Linked DNA regions of Mus musculus: all the other regions are linked to region 4. The links are chromatin contacts, called in public promoter capture Hi-C maps. All regions are on one chromosome and are shown on one strand. The core of a region is the stretch at or near the end of the contact, and the rest is flanking DNA. Distances in the headings are between cores, read along the strand shown.

Region 1 (3,188 bases), core at 68-2,567, 1.3 Mb after region 4:
TCTCGTATGTGGCGGTGACAAAGAAGGCATAGGCACGCGTGTGGCGGTGGTGGCGAACTTGCACGATCAGCTCGGGAATGCCCACCCGGATGTGATTCAGCAGCCACAGCAGCGTGTGGTCATCAGTGGTGTCTGCCAAGGGGCATAGGGGCCAATGGGTCTTGCCTCGAGAGGTGCCCACAAGGGCCTCCACATTTCCACCGAGGCGGTAAAGGCAGCATCCGGGCCCATGGCAGACAGGTGTGGATACCTGGGAAGGTCATGAGCACGTCGCAGTCCTCAGTGGGCACTGTCTTCATCCATGCCTTGTGGGACACCAGGTAGCGGCCAGCCTGCAGGAGCCTCTTCCCAAATAGTTTATCTATGGGGCAGCGTGGCAGGCTGGGCTGAGATCAGGCCCCTTCAGGGACTGACTCGGCCCTCATTAGAGCTCTCAAGGGCTAGGCACCCATAGCCTGGGCTTGCTCTCTTCTCTCCTGCATCAGCCAGGCCCTTCCCCCTAGGTCCTGCCTTAAGAATCTTACTCATGGTTGAGGCCCAACCCTGCCTCCCAAACCACAATTGGTGGGGTGCCCACAAGCTGCCTTGAGTGCTTCTTGGTATGAAAGAACGGTCCTTAAAGCAGGCGCAGAGTGCAGTCCTTCCTCCCATTTCACAGGTCACCAAACTGAGGCCCAGAGACTATCCACGAGCTCAAGGTCACCCAGCCAATATGGGATTTGAACCCAGGACCCTAATCGCCCTGTTTCCCTGTGCTGGGAGTCTCCAGGTGGCGAGGCTCACACGGGCCAGGCTGGGGCCATCAGAGGGGCGTGTCCACGTTCCTGCACTGGGGACCCCCGGTGCAGACCCATTGACCAACCCCGCGCCCTGCGCCGCAGCTGCAGCACTACGAGGAGCAGCCTCTGGGCCACACGCTAGGGTGTGTGACCCTGAACGGCGTCTCCTGCAGCCCCTGCCTGCACCCTGTACACCTGTCTCGGTGCCACCCGCAGCAAACATACCCAGTACTCCAGACGCAGGCGCCGCAGGCTCGCCCTCGGGAGGGGGCCTCTTGCCCCGCTCCCCCTCCAGGGTCACGTCCCCGGCGCCCGAAGCCGCCTCGGCCATGGCGAGGACAGGGCAGGTTAGGGGCCGCGGGACGCCCGGGCGCTGGGGGGCCACGGGCTCATGAGGACCGGAGTGGCACCACCGAGCGCGCCGGAGGAGGAGACAAAGGCCTCTCTCGCCCGCCCGCGCAGCCCGCCGTCCCTGCGCTCCACTTGCTTGTCGTCCCCGCCCAAGCCAAACCTCAATTCTTCTTCCTAGTCTCAGCGCGGTCACTCTCAGTCACTCAGTCCCACCCCCACTCCCACCCCCGCCTCATCTCTGCTTCCGGTCCCCGCCCGAGTGTTTTTCCTTTTCTTCTTTCTTTCTCTCTTTCTTTCTTCCTTCCTTCCTCCCTTCCTTCCTTCCTTCCTTCCTTCCTTTCTTTCTTTTTTTGTACGCTTCCTTCTTGCCCGCCCACTTGGATCTACCGTGCTTGTTCAGGCCGACACTGAGAAGAACTTTCTTCCACCCTCAGCCCTTCAGTCTGTTTACCCATCTACAAAGTATTGAGGTCAAAGGGGTGGATTCTGAGCCGGGTGCGAGAGGGAGGACCTGGCTGAGTGACATACCTGAGAACAATACCTCAAGTACCCCAACTGGAATGTAAGTAATTATAGCAGGTCCTGCCTGCCCCCAGGGCCTTTGCACATACAGTTCAGGTTCTGAAAACATATTACTGCCCTCTGCTCCCACACAACCCTTATTACTACAATACAGCTTCCATAAAAGGATAAGGATTCAGGTGCCAAATTTATCAAATAAACACAATCTTGAGGCACTCACTGCATATAAAGGTGTTGCCACAAGTTGTACACCAATGCGGACAAGCGTCACCTCGCACACACAGATAAATGGAATAAAAGAGTCCCGCTAAAGGGCACGACTGGTGTGACTCAATCAGTAGATCGCTGGCCCAGCACGGAGCTACCAGCCCTGCACTCAAGAGGCAGAAAGATCGGGATTTCAAAGGCATCCTCAGAGGCCACATAGCAAGTTCATGATCACCCCGGGCTTCCAAGACACTGTGTCAAAAAAGGGTGGGCCAAGCTGTTGAGATGTCCCCGCGGTTAATAACACTTGTAGCTCTTCTCGAGGACCAGGGTTCGGTTCCTGCACCTACACTTGCCAGTAACTCCAGAGCCAGGGGATGCTAAATATGCCCGACACCAAAGCTTACACATCGTTAAATAACAAATAGGCCTCAAAAAATAAAGCCACTGATTAAATGAATTTCAGATATACTGGTATGTTCTGACAACTACACAAAGAAATGTTGTTTGTCTGAAACTTTTATGTTCTGGGTGATCCTAGGTGGGAAGGGAGGCTGTCAAAAGTCCAGCTTGCTGGGAAATGCTCAACCACAAAGCTAAGCCTGATACCAGATTTTTAAAGAATGTTTGTTTGTTGTGGGCAGGAGCGCTTTGGCGAGTGTATGGAGGTGAGAGGACGGACACCTGTGGAAACTGATTCTTTCCACCATGTGGGTCCAGGGGATTGAACTCAGGTCGTCAGACTTAGAAGCAAGCACCAAAACCCACAGCCCTGATCTCCCATGTTTTCCCACTTCAGAGTGGCCCACCCTGAAGTCCTGTGAGCACTTAGTAGGTAATGAGCACTTGCTCTAAACGTGTTAAGATGGAACCACGGGGGCCGGGCACTGGTGGCGCACGCTTTTAATCCCAGCACTTGGGAGGCAGAGGCAGGCGGATTTCTGAGTTCCAGGCCAGCCTGGTCTACAGAGTGAGTTCCAGGACAGCCAGGGCTACACAGAGAAACCCTGTCTCGAAAAAAACAAAACAAAAACAAACACACAAACAAACAAAAAAGATGGGACCACAGGAGATGGACAACGTCACTGTCCCTGTTTCACAGACTGAAAGTAGGGCAGATGGGAACCTGAGGGCTTTGAGACTATACTGTACCCGGCAGCACTAACTAAAGAGCGCCCGCCCGCACAAGTCGAGAACCAGAGAATTGGCAGTGCGAGGGCGCTCGCGAAGCCCCGCCCGCCCAGAACCTGGTATTCGAGCCTGCTCCTTCACCCCGCAGTTCAGTGCTGTCCCGGGTTAACCCGAAGTTAACTGGAGGCCCCAGGATGC
Region 2 (3,020 bases), core at 486-2,985, 1.5 Mb after region 4:
ATGAGCACTGTACCAACTGAGCTATGAGCACTGTAGCAAGCACTATGCATACTGAGCCTCAGCTCCTGCCTATCTATGTGTATATACTAAACGTTCCTTAGCATCCTGTGTGTACAATCTAGATCTGTATCTGCAACATGGAAGCTTCCATTGCAGAGGAGCCTGGAGCCCCCATATATCCAATGGCAGCCCTAGCCATAAAGCGTCCGTGGGGAGGGTCGTGGGTGGTTGGAATGAAGGTGTTCCCTGACTGTGAGGGTGAGTTCAGGTCCACTGGACACCTCCAGGCCCAGCTTTACCACGCCCAGCGCCCCACTCAGGCCCCACCTGCACCTCCCTACCTCTCTGCCTGTTTCCTCTCCCCAGAGCCCTACCCTTCATTCCCTGTTCTGCCCACCATGGTATCCAGGGAATTCAGTACAAATGTCTCCTGGGCCTGGCTTTCTGGAAGCCTCCTTTCTTAGGCTGCACGCCCTCCACCCCCACAGCTGAGCCTCCGGTTTGCGTCAGAGTTGGGGTGACGCGCCCCCCCCCCCCCGCCCCAGGAGGCAGGATGGGAGGACACGGGATTCAGGGAGCTCCCGAGGTGAGGATCCCCTTCACGTTCAGCTCCGCTTACTTCCCAGGTCTGGAAGCCGCGGATACCCAGTAATCCTGGGCAGTCGGAACCTTCGAGGCACAGGGTCAGAGAAAAGAGTTCCTGCTCCTTTAAGAACACCCGCGTCCAACAGACTAGAGCGATGCACCGCGGGGCGCGGGCGGGCTGGGCCGGGTTTGTGAATGGAGCAGCGAGCGGAGGGGGAGGGGGGGACAGGGAGGGGGAGGGGCAGAGGGGCGGGGCCATCTAGGGCTACACAGCCGCGGAGCTCAAATCCGCACACCGCCGCCCAGGTCTCCCGCCGCCTGGGTTCTGAGGGGATGGAGACTCGCCCTCTTCCTTACACAGCTTCCTGGAGGTGGGAAGGGGAAAGGGAGTAGGGGGTTCACCCCCCACCCTCCAAACCTAGAGCTCACAACGGTATCGGCACGCATCGCTACATGGCCAGTCGGTCGCCCAAGGTCTCCCGCTGTAGAGTTACCTGGCAGCCGTGCCTAGCCCCACCCGGAACTTCGAGGGGTGCAGGGGTCACACCTCTCCCGTTATTCCCTCCCTACTCTCCAAATGCGGAGCGTGGGCCTGGGCGTGGGCCTCGGTGCAGATGGCGTTTTGGCCCCAAAATAGCTGCTCCCCCACATCTCCTTCCCTTCCTCCAGCCCTAGGGGTGAGGCGAAGAGGGAGCCACGAGCTTCCGCGGAGCCTGCTGCACTGTTTAGGGCATACTGGGGATCGGAGAGGTTGCTCCTACGCTCAGTCCGGGCCCATTACCCCTAAACGCCCCACCCTCGCGCGCACGGTCCGCCGTCTCCTCAGCCCCAACCAGGGCCTATAAACCGTCTACACAGGCGCCCCGAGTCCCTCATCCACTCGTGTGAGTGACAGGAAGAGCACCTAGGGCTGATCCAAGTGCGCCCTGAAGCGCGCACCGGGGGTCCCCCTGCTGTGCAGCCCGACTCGGCTCATCCACGCACACCCCGCACTTTTCCCGCGTCCACGCAGAACCTACCTCCCACGCACAGCAGAGACATGACTCCAGGCGGCTAGAGCGCGGCGGGTGCAGCGCGGGGCTCAGGGCTTATGCCGGGGCCCGGCCGCCGGCCATGTCGCTTCAGCACCGGGGGCGCGGACAGCGCCTGACGCGCTCTGACGCTGCGGCGTGGGCGGAGCCGGAGACGCGTGACGGGGCGGGGCCGGGCAGACGCCTTAAAGGGCTCGTAAACTGCGGGGAGTCCAGGCCAGGTCGTATCTGTTTCAAAGCCCTTTGCTTTCTGGCTCAGCCTCGATGAGTATTTCTGTCCGTGCTCCACCTACCTAGGTCTCCACGTTTCTATTTCCTCTCTGAGCCACCTAACCTGTGCTCTTGTTTTACATTCTCCTGGGTAACAGAACTGCTATTTGCTGTCAATTCCCCATCTTCAGTGCCGCAGGAAGCTGTTTGTTTATTGGTTTTTTTGTTTGTTTTTTAATCCGGGTACTGACACTTGCGAGACATGTGCCTTACCTTCCCCGTATGAGGCATATACTCTACCACAGGCACATATCTCTGCCCATTTTATAACTTTACTTCTTGCGGGCCATGGACGTAATAGATCTCTGCGAGTCTGTGGCCATCCTAGTCTGCATAGTGAGATTCTATCTCTAAAAACCAAAACAAACAAAAAACACACGTTTATTGGGTCTGGAGAGCTGCCCAGAGGTTAAGAGCACCAGCTGGTCTTCCAGAGACCCCAGCCTTCTGTTCCTCGCACCCACATGGTAGCTCCCAACCATCCACAGACATGCACAGAAAGCAAAATAAATCTAAAATTTTTTTTATACATTACATTGTTTATGTGTGTAGAAATGAGGCACACACATATCACAGCGCCCATGGAGATCAGAAGGCAACTTTCCAGACTTGATTCTCTTTCCACTATGTGGGTTCCAGGAATAGAATTCATGGCTTCAGGCTTGGCAGGAGGAGCTCACTGGGATATTGTGCAGAGCTTCTTGATTTTTTTCCATGTGTGGAATGTGTGTGTGTGTGTGTGTGTAAGACAGAGTTTGCATGTGCCTGTGTGTGCATGTGAGTATGTTTGTGTGTGTCCATGTGTCTGTGTGTGTGAGTGTGTCTGTATGTGTCTATGTGAGTGTGTTTGTGCTTGTGTGTCTGTGTCTGTATAAGTGTGTGTGTATGAGTGTGTCTGTATGTGTTTATGTCTGAGTGTGTGTTTGTGTATCTGTGTGTCTGAGTGTATGTGTCTGTATCTGATAGTGTGTGTGTATGTGAGTGTGTCTGAGCACACACACCTGTGCATGTAAGCCCAGTGAACAACCCTGGATGCTGTTCCTCATGCACAGGTCACTTATTCATCATTGTAGCTGTTGGTAGCAGTGTCTTACTGGCCCTAAGCTCACAGCTTAGACTGGCAGCTCCTGGAGA
Region 3 (3,001 bases), core at 116-2,615, 1.3 Mb after region 4:
CCTGACAACGTTCTTCCTACCCACCCTCTGCTCTCTGCTGACATAAACCCCTACTTCCACTCCCCAAGCTTTATTCCTTCATCCCTGGCACTCTGTCTGTCTCTGGGAAGAAACCAAACTTCCAAGCAGTGGGCTCATGACCCTGCCACCCCTTCATGTGGGTCAGCACCTCTCCCCAAGTCCCAACCTGGAGGCCTAAGCTATTCCCTCCCAGCTCCACTGGACCTCCCCCTCCCCCTGCCCCCCTCTCACTCTCAAGCTCCTTGATGCGGGCCTGCTGCTCCAGGGCTTGAGACACCTTCTTCTCCAGGGACTCCTGAAGGGTCACCTGATCAGAAAAGCGGCACAAACATGGGTTGGCTGTTGTCCTGGCCCCTAGGAAACTTCCAGGCAAAGGCATCTGAGACCTTCTCAAGCAAAGCCCCTTTCAGGTTCCCCTCCAACACTCTCCGTATCCACCCAGTCCTACCAAGGTGTAATCTCCAAAACGGCAATTTTAAGTGCCCACATAGGAGTTTGAAAACTCTTCGTAGTTAACCCCTAGTAGAAAGTTCCAGATATTCTCCTACACAAACACACAGCAGAACCGGGCTTCCCAGACAAGGTCTCTCAGAGACATATTAAAAGTTTCAATAATTTGCTAGGTGTGGTGGCTCATGTTTTTAATACTAGCACTTGAAAGGCAGCATTTGAGGCCAGCCTGGTCTACAGAGTGACTTTTAGGACAGCCGGAGCAATTTAGGAGACCCTGTTTCAAAAAATTCAATCAGGGCTGAGTGATATCCCAGTGAAGCCAAATGCTGGTCCCTAAGTCAGGTTCGAGCTCTCCAACTCAAGCACTCTACACAAAGTTTGGAGAGTCACCAAAGGAAGGGAGGATACTGAGGCCCCTGATTGCAGAGCTGTAGGGAGTTCTAAGGTCTCCCAGGATTTCAGTCTTTAGTAGCTGGCCTTCGAGGTGGGGGTGGGGGACTTGCTTGGCTGTTTCAAAGCCACTGGAGGGGACGGATTCCAGGCTTACCACGGTCAGGTTGCAGGAGTTTGCCTGTGTCTCGGCCTGCAGCAGACTGTCCTGGGTGCGGGTGAGCTGGCGCTGCAACAGGTGCGTGGTGTTCCGGCACTCAGCCTGCGCTCGCAACCCGTCTCTACAGGCCACGCTGTTCGCTGTGACGGCGAAGTAGATTGTCAGGATGACTAAGGTAACCCCGAACAGGACCACCAAGATCGCGGCCCCCAGCCACTGCCGGTGGCTGCCCCATCCTTGCTTCCCCCCCATCTCATCCATGGGCACGGGCAGATAGTGATAGAAAGAGGGCGCCATGTGATCCGTCGATCCTAGAGGGCTCAGGAACCCTTTCCAGGCCACGCCCTTATTAGCATAACCCCGCCCCACCACTGCTTCTAGCAAATAGCAACTTCAGGAGTCCAACGCAATTCTAGAGCCGCCGGGTTGCAAACTGCTAGTGGAGAAACTGCAGCCTTTCAGTTTCATTTTCCTGGAATGCCCCTAGAAGCAAGAGAAACTTCTGGAATTCAACTCAAATTCTTGGCCTTCGCTGGCCAGTCACCTGGTGCCTGTGGGCTTGGGACTCGACTTAACAGTGGCTGTCCGCCGGGCGGTGGTGGCGCACGCCTTTAACCCCAGCACTTGGGAGGCAGAGACAGGCCGGTTGTCGGTTTGGTCTCCTAGAAGGGGAACTAAGACTTCAAGGTTCAGTTGTGGACTGAAGACCAAAGGCCAAGGTTTGAGGTCAGGGGTCTCCATTCACGAAAGGATCGTGGGAGCTATTGAGAATCTGTATATTGAGAATAGTGGCTACAGAGCAGCGGGCAGGAAACCAAGCCTGGCCAGGTAGCAAAGTGTGCCTCCCAGCTCTTGTCCTGGCATCAGGAGCAACCTGGCGGGGAAAACCTGCCTGCGGGAAAACCTCTGTGAACGGGGTAAAAAAGGAGTGTTTCAGTGAGCACCAGGCACTCAGAGAGGGCTTGGCCTGGCTTTGGGCAAAAGTGACATGAAGCATGACCTGGAGTTAGCATAGGGGTTGTCCTTGATTTCCTATCCTTCTGTCTCTGCCTCCCGAGTGCTGGGATGGCAGGTGTGCTCCACTACTCTGGAATCCTCCCTGGCTCCGCTGAATGTCCTGAATGGTACCCACCTCAAAACACTATGGAGTCTTTACTGAGGACACATAGGGCAGACCACATTCAGTCAAGGGGTTCTCTTCAGGACTGAAACTGTGTGGCCAAAGCACTAGTATATGGAGAGATTACGTTTTCTGTCCTTGTGAAGACCAGTTTGCATAGGAGGACTCGGTGTTGTGTTTTATAAAAAGAAAAAGAAGCCAGGGATATGTTTGATGGGGGTGTGGTATGGTGTGGGGGAAGAGGGTGCTTCTGCAGGCCCAGGCTGAGGCCCCCAGGGTACCAGTCACACAATGGGATGTAGAGTATAGAATAGAGTTTATTTAGGGCATGGGGAGGGGAGTTGAGGGCCTAGTAGAGACAGAGAAAGGCAGAGAGAGAGAGAGAGTAGAGGAGTAGAGGCTAGCCGGGAACAGGTAGAGAGAGAGGTGGGAGGGGAATGGGGAGAGAGGAGGAAGAGGGTAAAGGGAGCAAGATCTAGAAGAGGAGAAAAGAGAGGAAGAGGCAAGCAGCCCCTTTTATAGTGAGTCAGGCACACCTGGCTGTTGCCAGGTAACTGTGGGGCGGAGCCTAGATGAAATGCCAATGTTATGCCCAGTTCTCAGGAACCCCAGAACAACATCAGGAATTTCGAGTTTGATGCAAGAACAAAGAGAGTCTTTATTGTTATATGATTGCAAGCCTTCTCTACTCAAAGGTTAAGAATTAGATGCTCTCGTCCTGGGGCTTGGAATATATGTGTATGTATATGTATATGTATATGTATATGTATATGTATATGTATATGTATATGTATATGTATATGTATATGTATATGTATATGTATATGTATATGCACATGCATAAGTTGGGATCCTCA
Region 4 (3,182 bases), core at 43-2,542:
GGTCTTTGAGACAGGGCCTCTGAGTAGCCCAGGCTGGACATGAACTCCAGATCCCCCTGCTGAGATGATAAGTGTGTACCCCCACACCTGGTTTCTCTGGTGCTAGGAATGGAACCCCCAACTTCAAACAAGCACTCTACCAACTCCACTCCCGTCTATGCACTGTTTGCTCATTAGTTTTCTTTCCTTTCTTTTTGTGAAACAAGGTCTTAAACAGACCAGGCTACTCAAATTCACTGTGTGTAGCCAAGGTAACCTTGAACTTCTGATCCTACCTCTACCTGTTCAGTGCACAGATGACTCATAACATCATGCTGTGTCAAGAAGTGATTTTATATGCATATACATATACATATTGTGGTGTGTGTGTGTGTGTGTGTGTGTGTGTGTGTATTTACGTGTGTGCCACAGAGCCCATGTAGAGATCAGAGGACAACTTTTGGCAGTTCCCAAAAACTCAGTTTGCTGAGCCATCTCACCTGACCTCAAGCACTCTTTATAAAAGTTCAAGGACAACCTGGGTTACAGTGCAAGACTTTGACTCCAAAACTAATCAATAAATAAATACAATAAAATGAAATGCTAGAAATAAATTTAAAAGCCCTGTTAAAGCAATAACAGACCAGGTGGTACCCCACACTTTTAATCCTGGCACTTGGGAGGCAGGGGCAGGGAGATCTCTGTGAGTTCCAGACCAGCTGGCTCTACACAGTGAAACACGGTTTCCAAAACCAAGCCACCACTCGCACTACACGGGGGACGAAAATAAAAAATTTAAAACCACAAGTTAGGTGGACTTTGCTTTGGGAGTGAAGCGATGGTTGCGCGACAGGGACGGGGAGAGGCACGCAGGTGCACGTGTGTAGCAGCCGCGTCCGGGTGGCACCCGAAGCTTGCACCCGAAGCGTCCACCCGGGTTCCAAAGGAAGGACACGCAGCGGGCTGAGGAAGATCAGGTCTGCGAGGCACGCATGTTGGGTGCGTAAGCGGCCACCTTGGCCTCACAGGGGTTGTCACTCTCAGGGCAGCTCGGTGTGAAATTAGGGTTCGGCCTGGCCGTGGGGACCCCGAGGACGCGCGAAACACAGGGTGTGTGAGGGGATCTGTCACCTCTCCACGCTCGCGACACTGCTGTCACAACGAAACGGCCCCATGCCGCGCTTCCTCCCAGCCCGGGCCGCGAGAACCCCGCCACCCCGCGTCGCCCCTTGGCGCCTGCACTCCTTGGGTCGCGCTCACCTGCCCGGACGCGTCGCCGCTGCTGCCGCTACTGCCTCAGCCGCCTCAGCCGCTGCAGCCCCGCCTCGCGCGGGCCCTAAGCTCGAGGCCGGGAGGGGCCCAGGCCCTGCCGCCATTGGTCACGCCCTGTCCAATCAGCGCTGGAGACGGCAAGAATTGGTAAGCATGGCACAGACGGGCATCCTTTTTAACCAATCGCTAAAGGAAGGGGCGAGGCTACATGGAGGGGCGGCCCTGGTTCTTCTGAGCGTTCTACACCGGGTACAAGGCGGAGAGGCCTGGTGGGGGGCGTTCAAGAATTGGAACCCGCAGAAAATGGGCAGAGCTTCCGGCCAATTGCCAAGGGGTATAGGCGGAGCTAAGAGGAAAGGCGGCTCTTGGTTTCTGAGAATTCGGGGCACAAGGAGACAGAAGCGAGGATTGGATTCTGCAGAAAACAAGCAACGCTTTGGGCCAATAACTGAAGGGAGGGGGCGGGGCCTGGAAACAGCCCTCTTAGCCAATCGCTGAAGAGCAAGGTCAGCGCTCTGAGTAAGCTGGCGCGCTGGGCAAGGGCGAAGCTCGAGGATCGGAGGGTGTAGCCCGGAGGGCAACGATGATTGACTGCGACACTAAAGATGTACAGGTCCTGGGACCAATCGCAGAAGCTGTAGGCGGTGCATCTTCCAGGGGTGGGCGCGCTAGGTACAGACCATAACTATCTTGTCTGCCCTGGATGATCTAGTATGTTCCGCGCAGACTCCTCAGGTTCCCATGGCGCTCAGAAGCTTTACTCTTTCCTGAATTTAGACTTTGACAGTTGAAACACTCTTGGTTAATTCTCAGCCCGTCCCTCCTTTACTGTTCCCCTGCCGATGATACAAAGGGCAGAAACTCAGATCACTCAGCCTTCCTCTGCTACTTGAGTTCATGTGCAAAACATGGGAAGCAAAAGTGCAATCCTGCTGACGTGATCTGACTTTCAGAAAGTGACGTCTCTGGGTCCAAGCTTTATCCTTTACGAGATCTTATGACATCCCTGTGTTTGTGGTAACTGGTGAATTAACCAAACAATAAATACAACCACATGTCAAAGGGAACACAGAGAGGTCAAGCTCTTTGACCAAGGTTACAGAGCACTTTAGCTGTTCAATTTGTATATTGAAGCTCTGAACCCCCTCAGAAAGGGTAGTAAGACAGTGGGGAACGGAGTGACCTGAGTTACTCAGTCTGCTCAAGCCTTGGACAGAGCAATCCTTAGGTTCAATCTTGCCTCCCTGACCCCTTTGTGGAAACAGAAGGAGCCAGCAAGATGGCTCAATGGGTAAATGTTAATCCTACAGATTCAAGGAGAAAGACCACCGACCCAAATCATGGCCAAGAAAATTAAAGCAAGCAATTAATTAAAGCAAGCTTGTGTACATGGGATGTCTCTTCCTAAAAACCAGACATCAATCAACATTGAAAGTGGGGAAAATACATTTGTTTTATTTGTTTTTGTTTTGAGACAGTGTCTCACTATGGAGCCCGGGTTGTCCTGGAACTCACTATGTAGACTAGACGTGCCTCAAAAACACAGTGATCTAACTGCCTCTGCCTCCCAATTGCAGGGATTCAAAGGAGAATGCCACTAGTTGGGTTAGAAGATTAGGTCTTTACAACTCAGGGTAGGGGTTTTCCAAATGAGGATCTGGCAGGCAAATAGGGTTACAGACGCAGAACATAGGGTAACAAGTTGGTCATAACACCCACGGGAAACAGAGACATTGTTGCAAGGTGGCCATAACAGGATAACAACCTTTGAAACTAAGACATGGTTTTTTATTTCCTGGAACAGGTAGTAGAAAGAACCATTTGTAATTAAGGTTACAGTGGGATATAGCCCATGTCCTGAGAAACAGAGATGTAATCATAAACAGGAATGAGCATGGTTTGTTTTACTATAAGATACCTTCAAACCCAAG
Region 5 (2,975 bases), core at 450-2,949, 1.2 Mb after region 4:
CTGACATAGGTAGGGTCTGTAATCCAGGCTAGCCTTGGACTCAGTCTACAGCTGAGAACAAAGTTGGTCTTAGCCAGGGCTCACCTGAGTGGAGACTGTCCCTCTTGGACTTCCTGAGTGTTAAGATCATGGGGTGCAGCCTGCCTGTCTTCCTTGCTCTCCCTCTCACTGTGCTGTCTCTGTTGGTCACTTCCTTGGCACATCTGTCACTGTTCCACATCAGTGTGTCTGCTCCCAAGGCTGGATCTGCCTCTTCCCCAGTCACCAGCTTACCTGTCTCTGCAGAGTCTCCTTCTCTGCCTGGGCGTCCTGCAGTGAAGCCTGAGTGCATGCCAGCTCATCCTCCCGGTTGCACAGGGCTAGCCGCAGCCAGGCGTTCCTCTCTATGAGGCGAGCAGCCTCCTGCTGTCCAGGTCCTGCGTCTTCTTTCTCATCACCAAAGGGCCCCGGAGCCCCCTGGTCTCTGTCTTCTGCTTCCACTGACTTTGGAAAGCTTAGCGAGTGGTGGCGCAAGGCAGCTACAACTGCCTCAAGGGAGCTCAGCCTGCACTGCAAGGTCTCATACACACTGGGTACTGATATCTCAGCAGGGCCACTATCCAGGGGGGCTTCTTGCAGGACCTGGTGGGCTTCCACCTCAGGCTCGCACTGTTCTTCTGGGCTCAAGGATAGAACCGCATGGGATCCCACATCACAACCCTCCTTGATCCTGTGAAGATAGTGGGGGAACCCCAGCCACCTGAGGCTCAGAAGAGACCTGGAGGGCTAACCCTAGGGTCGCTAGGAAGGTAGAGTAGGGAATGAGCGGCATGGCTGGAGGATAAACAGGAAGAGGAGAGAGGCAGGCAGCAGAGGCAATGGGCAGGTGAGTGGCAGGAGGCAGCTTTGTGCAGGGGGGGTGTTGGGGTGTTGGGCTAGAATATAGGGTACATACTAAATGCATCCTACCAGTTCCTTGGGCTCTGAAGGCCAGGACCAAGGTATTCCTGATGCAGCTCAGGTTTAGTCTCGAAGCGTCCATTGTTGGCATCTACTTCCTCTGAGCTCTCAGCTACAGGGTCTAGCTCCCCCTGTGAATGAACCCCGTTTCCCCCCAACACACACACACAGTCTCTTGGCCATCATATCCAGCTCCACCTGTGGAGGACTCCCCTACACCACCACGGGCTCTGAGCCTAGCAGGCCTGGGTTCCCAGGATCCATGGGACTGAGTGTGGCAGGAAGAGGGGCACACTTACAGGCAGAGGATGCCTCCCTCGACGGCTTCGGGGCCGTGTGGCCCGGGCACTCATTGCCTCTGTCACTACAGTCTGCTTTCAGTTCTTGCCTTCGTCACCTTAGAATCCTTGTTTTTTGTTTTTTTGTTTCCTGTAGGATTTTTGGGGTGTCTACTCCGATTGACACATTTAAATATTCATATACCTCTCCAATAGTGCCCACTAACTATCTACTTGTTCCTTACTCCCCCATCCCCCATCTCTACTGGGCATTCTTCTCCCCTCAGCTGTCTGAAGGCGTTTCTCTTATCTGTGCCCCACCCCCCATAGAAGCATTGGGTAGGGACCCTAAAATCCTCTTTCTTCCTACGGCTCTTAGCATCAAACTCCCTCACCCTGGGGGTTGACCCTGCTGCGCTCTTCTCTGCTTCTCCAGAGCACCTTGGGAAAGGCCTGAGATCCAGGGCATATCTCAAGCCATTCTGGCCACTGGCTACTGAGGCTGCGATAGCCAAAAGTGGCCCGGGAGGGGCTGGGAAACAGGAAGCCCCCCTACCCTGATCACATGGACAGTTATTGTTTCGTTTCCTTCTCCAGGATGCCGGCTTCCTCCAGAACGGGAGGAGGATGGAGGACCAGGACCTTTGTCCCGCTCTAAAGATATCAGTATCCCCTTACCCGAGGCCAAACCTTCCATTTTCATTTTGGATTTTTTGTGTCCCCTGTTCACCAGGACTCGCTCTAATGTGAAGGTCTTTGTGTGTGTGTGTGTGTGTGTGTGTGTGTGTGTGTGTGTGTGTGTGTGTTTCTAAAACCAAAAAAAAACCAAAACTGTAGGAGTTGGCTTCAGCATTTGCACAGCTTTTATTTTTCATTACTTTGCTTTACTCATCTTTGTCTGTGGTGGTCCTACTTGTCTCCGAGATCGAACTCAGGCCCCTCAGGATTGGTGGCAAGAGCCTGCACCTGCTCAGTAGCCCACAACGTTTCTCTTCAATGAGTCTGAACTGCTGCATCAGGCGGTTGGAGGCACTGGCAACAATAAGCTTGTCCACAGTGTGTCTGCTGCCTTCTTTACTTTTTCTTTACATTTTAGTTTTTATACAGCGTCTCATTTAGCCCAGCCTGGTCTAAACGCCCGATCTTCGTCTCCGGGTCTCTGGAGTGTTGGGATGACAGGTGTGCACCACCAGTCCTCATCAAGGTACTAGTGAATGAATGCCAACCTAAGTTACATAAGTAACTGAGAAGGCCTTTGGCAAGTCCAAGCCAAGTCCTACCCCGTCAATCATCAAACGGCCCCGCCCAGCTCAGGCTTCTGTCCTATTTCAGCAGAAGCCTTGAGAACCATAGCGTGATTAAACCGGAACTACAAATTACGCCCAATTTTGCTTCTATCCACCACAGATCACACCCACTCCCAGTATTACCCATCTTCAGCCCCATTCCAGCCACTCCAAGCCACACCCCCAGAACGCCTCAGCCTATCAGCTTCCATGTCCCGAGGGCCACTGAACTACATTTCCCAGAAGGTGTCTCGGCAGCGCCGCACAAACTTCCGGCCAGGAAGATGGCGGCTTCCTAGAGTCCTGATTGACTGGCCGCGGTGCCCAGGCTACAGAGTGGAACCTGCGGCACTGTGAACGCGCGTGAGCTTTGTGTCGCCGTGGTCTAACTTCGACCCGGATTGCTGTAGCTCCAGGTTCGTTCTTCTTGAGGACTTAGGGGTGGGGGATTCGAGGTCCCGAGATGCCACCC
Region 6 (3,005 bases), core at 483-2,982, 1.2 Mb after region 4:
GAGAAGCTGAAGCTGGAGTCGGAGAGATTGGAGCAGCATGCACAGAAGTCAGTGAACTGGCTGCTGTGGGCCATGCTCATTGTCGTGTGCTTCGTGTTCATCAGCATGATCCTGTTTATCCGAATCATGCCCAGGCTGAAATAAAACAAGAAAGCCTGCACACCAACCCACATGTCTTCAGTGCTAGCAGTGTGTGTGTGTGTGTGTGTGTGTTGCAGGGGGTGCCTGGGCTGCAGGGTGGTGCCAGCCAGGACACCTCTATCCTGAAGTCAGCCTACAGCCCTTCACCTGGCCACTCTGCTCCAAAGGCGTAGGGCAGCCTACAATACACAACAAAACCAAGTCTCAAAAACAGGAAGAAAAGTTAAAACCTGCCTGGGAGAGCAGTGGCCACGCAGATCCCCTCCCTAGGGAGGCAGACTGAGTTTAGGGCCAGCCTGGTATACACAGAAAATTATAGGCCAGACAGGGCCACATAGTGGGACCTTGACTCCATCTTCCAAAAATAGCACAAGAAAGGCTTGTCAGGCGGCTCAGTTGGTAAAGACACTTGCCACAAAGCCTGACAGCCTGAGTTCCACCCCAGAGCATGAGCAAAATAAGCAGTAAGAGTTAGGGACAAAAAAGCCAATCAAAAACTATATTTAGCCAGGCACTGGTGGCGCACGCCTTTAATCCCAGCACTTGGGAGGCAGAGGCAGGTAGATTTCTGAGTTCAAGGCCAGCCTGGTCTACAGCGTGAGTTCCAGGACAGCCAGGGCTATACAGAGAAACCCTGTCTCAAACAAACAAACAAAAAACAACAACAAAAACAAAATTAAAAACTAATAAATATATTTGGGCCGGGAGTAGTGGTGCATGCCTTTAATCCCAGCACTTGAGAGGCAGAGGAAGGCAGATTTCTGAGTTTAAGGTCAGCCTGGTCTACAAAGTGAGGACAGCCAGGGCTACACAGAGAAACCCTGTCTCGAAAAACCAAAAAAAAATATATATACATATATATGTGTGTGTGTGTGTATATAAATATAGATAGATAGGCTGGAAAGATGGCTCAGTGGATAAGAGCACCGACTGTTCTTCCGGAGGTCATCAGTTAAATCCCAGCAACCACATGATGGCTCACAACCATCTGTACAGCTACAATATTCTCATATACATGAAATAAATCTTTAAAAATAAATATATTAACTGTAATGGTAACTTCAGGGAGTCTGACATGCACACACACATAGTTAGCATAATAAACGTCACTTCTTAGGGTCTAGGGAGATGACTCAGTGTAAGAGTGTGACTCAAGTATGCAGATCTAGGTTCCAACCCCTAGTACTCTTGTAAAATGGCAGAGGTGGGGAGCAGGAACCTATCAACCCAGTGCTAGGAGGGAGATACAAGCAGATCTACCTGGAGCCCGCTGGCCAGCCAGAATACCTAAACAGGGACCATCAGGTTTCGGAGAAACTGTCAAAAAAAAAAAAGTAGGGCTGTACGACACTCAACGACCTGTATTGGTCTCTGAGTATGTACAAGGTCACACACACACAAAAATAATACAATTGCTAAAGAAAAAAATAAATTGGTAAACAAAAAAAAAAAAGCAGAAAGAAAAGAAAAAAAAAAAACTACCTTATTTTCCCAATAGACTGGGGTAAATGAATAGGCCAAACAGCATAGTGAAGGGCTGATTCCAACCCAGAGAGGAACACGCGCCGCAGGCTCCGCCCACCCTGAGAGCCCCGCCCTAGCGGCCGAGCGCCCGTGCCAACGGCTCCACCCGCAGTTCCTGCACAGCTGCGTTCCCGGCGGCAGGGCCAGACGGGGCTCTGGGACAGGTGACACCGAGTGGGATCCTCGGATAACCACAGGCGGGCGGGGGCTGGAAGCTTTGTGGGCCGTAACCCCGCGAGGCAAGAGGCGAAGGGGTCGTCTCGACTCGGACCCCAGTCGCCCTCCGCTGCTTTGCGCTCTTCCGGTTTCAAGAATGGGGCGGGGCCCGCGCTGCACCGCCAGCCACTCTCGAGCATGACGCCGCGGTGACGTCGCGGCGCCTCGTCAGTGCCCCTTTCCGGGATCCGCACTCTGGGTTGCGCGGCCAGCCAACCGCGCTCGCGTATGCAAATACATGCAGGTCCCGCCTCCAGGCGCGGCCGGCGGGGTCCTCTGGCCAGGCTCTCAGGCCCGGAAGCCACTTGCAATTCGCGCCCTGCCGCCAGGGGGCGCCAGAGAGCTGCAGCCCCACGCATGCCTGCCCCGGAGCGTCCGCGCTCCAGACGGCCGCAGAGCCAGCCCGGGCCGGGAGAGCTCTGCGTGAGGCCCCGGAAGATCGTGTTTGCGGATGAGCTGCGCCCCCGGGAGCCACTGCACCCTGAGAAGCATCCCAGAGATCTGGGACCCCGCCTCAACCCAGTACCTGACTACGAGCTGTGAGTGCCCACTCGTTGTAAGACCAGGTCTGGTCGTCTAGTCCAAGATAGCCCCTACCTTAGTCTCCTGAATTCATCATACCCACGTTCCCTCAGAGCTTCTTAATGCCTGGGAAACAGAAAGGGGCATTGAGGCTGGGGTTTTGATGGGCGAATAAGAGTTTATGAAATTAGGAAACGGAATTGGTGGTAGAAGGCATTTTGATTTGGTGGTCAGCACTGGCAAAGGAAAGCCAATTGCCGGGCCTAGCAGTGGTGACACACGCCTGTAATCCCAGCACTTGGGAGGCAGAGGCAGGCGGATTTCTGAGTTCGAGGCCAGCCTAGTCTATAGAGTAAGTTCCAGGACAGCCAGGGCTACACAGAGAAACCCTGTCTCAAAAAAACCAAAAGAAAAGAAGAAGAAAAGCCAATTGCCATGATGGGTGGAAAGACAGATTTCCCTCTACTTATACACTGACTGACCCCTTCCAACCTGGTAGTAAGTACCCACCAGTGACCAACAGAAGGGACCGGAGCCGCTATGCCGCAGTGTTCCAGGACCAGTATGGCGAGTTCTCGGAGCTCCAGCGGGAGGTGGGGGCC

What was found. Promoter capture Hi-C pulls out the DNA fragments that hold promoters and counts their contacts. Capture Hi-C pulls out chosen DNA fragments and counts their contacts.
Region 1: a contact with region 4 is called in a promoter capture Hi-C map of liver, with 2.6 times the contacts expected there. The contact joins the promoter of Ano8 here to the promoter of Slc25a42 in region 4. A contact is called at or near these places in 1 of 39 promoter capture datasets (cranial neural crest), 1 of 115 datasets of contacts at active chromatin or transcription factors (microglia) and 2 of 9 other capture datasets (adipose tissue and liver).
Region 2: a promoter capture Hi-C map of adipose tissue shows a contact between it and region 4, with 4 times the contacts expected there. The contact joins the promoter of Unc13a here to the promoter of Slc25a42 in region 4. A contact is called at or near these places in 1 of 39 promoter capture datasets (pre-B cells) and 1 of 9 other capture datasets (adipose tissue).
Region 3: a promoter capture Hi-C map of liver shows a contact between it and region 4, with 2.3 times the contacts expected there. The contact joins the promoter of Bst2 here to the promoter of Slc25a42 in region 4. A contact is called at or near these places in 5 of 39 promoter capture datasets (the C10 cell line, hippocampal neurons, liver and 1 more) and 1 of 9 other capture datasets (liver).
Region 5: a promoter capture Hi-C map of pre-B cells shows a contact between it and region 4, with 3 times the contacts expected there. The contact joins the promoter of Ushbp1 here to the promoter of Slc25a42 in region 4. A contact is called at or near these places in 8 of 39 promoter capture datasets (the C10 cell line, cranial neural crest, hematopoietic stem and progenitor cells and 4 more), 2 of 484 Hi-C or Micro-C datasets (muscle stem cells and pre-B cells) and 2 of 9 other capture datasets (adipose tissue and liver).
Region 6: a contact with region 4 is called in a promoter capture Hi-C map of pre-B cells, with 5 times the contacts expected there. The contact joins the promoter of Ocel1 here to the promoter of Slc25a42 in region 4. A contact is called at or near these places in 2 of 39 promoter capture datasets (hippocampal neurons and pre-B cells), 2 of 484 Hi-C or Micro-C datasets (CD4 T cells and muscle stem cells), 2 of 115 datasets of contacts at active chromatin or transcription factors (fetal liver and pancreatic cancer cells) and 1 of 9 other capture datasets (liver).

What each region holds. Positions count from the first base shown.
Region 1 is chr8:71,484,750-71,487,937 of GRCm38.p6, forward strand. Ano8 (anoctamin 8) reads right to left here and starts at 1,318. Exons shown (of 17, transcript NM_001164679.1): 1 at 1,005-1,318; 2 at 251-361; 3 at 1-132. The coding sequence starts at 1,110. It also overlaps a transcript of Gtpbp3 not described here.
Region 2 is chr8:71,670,022-71,673,041 of GRCm38.p6, forward strand. Unc13a (unc-13 homolog A) reads right to left here and starts at 1,736. Exons shown (of 44, transcript NM_001029873.2): 1 at 1,605-1,736. The coding sequence starts at 1,626.
Region 3 is chr8:71,536,107-71,539,107 of GRCm38.p6, forward strand. Bst2 (bone marrow stromal cell antigen 2) reads right to left here and starts at 1,366. Exons shown (of 5, transcript NM_198095.3): 1 at 1,022-1,366; 2 at 253-328. The coding sequence starts at 1,321.
Region 4 is chr8:70,210,989-70,214,170 of GRCm38.p6, forward strand. It overlaps Slc25a42 (solute carrier family 25, member 42), which reads right to left and starts at 1,293. Exons shown (of 8, transcript NM_001007570.2): 1 at 1,240-1,293.
Region 5 is chr8:71,394,102-71,397,076 of GRCm38.p6, forward strand. It overlaps Ushbp1 (USH1 protein network component harmonin binding protein 1), which reads right to left and starts at 1,700. Exons shown (of 13, transcript NM_181418.3): 1 at 1,613-1,700; 2 at 1,239-1,368; 3 at 949-1,070; 4 at 274-709. The coding sequence starts at 1,292. Babam1 (BRISC and BRCA1 A complex member 1) reads left to right here and starts at 2,754. Exons shown (of 9, transcript NM_026636.2): 1 at 2,754-2,919.
Region 6 is chr8:71,369,566-71,372,570 of GRCm38.p6, forward strand. Ocel1 (occludin/ELL domain containing 1) reads left to right here and starts at 1,733. Exons shown (of 4, transcript NM_029865.2): 1 at 1,733-2,420; 2 at 2,903-3,005. The coding sequence starts at 2,110. It overlaps Use1 (unconventional SNARE in the ER 1 homolog (S. cerevisiae)), which reads left to right. Exons shown (of 8, transcript NM_025917.4): 8 at 1-167. The coding sequence ends at 144.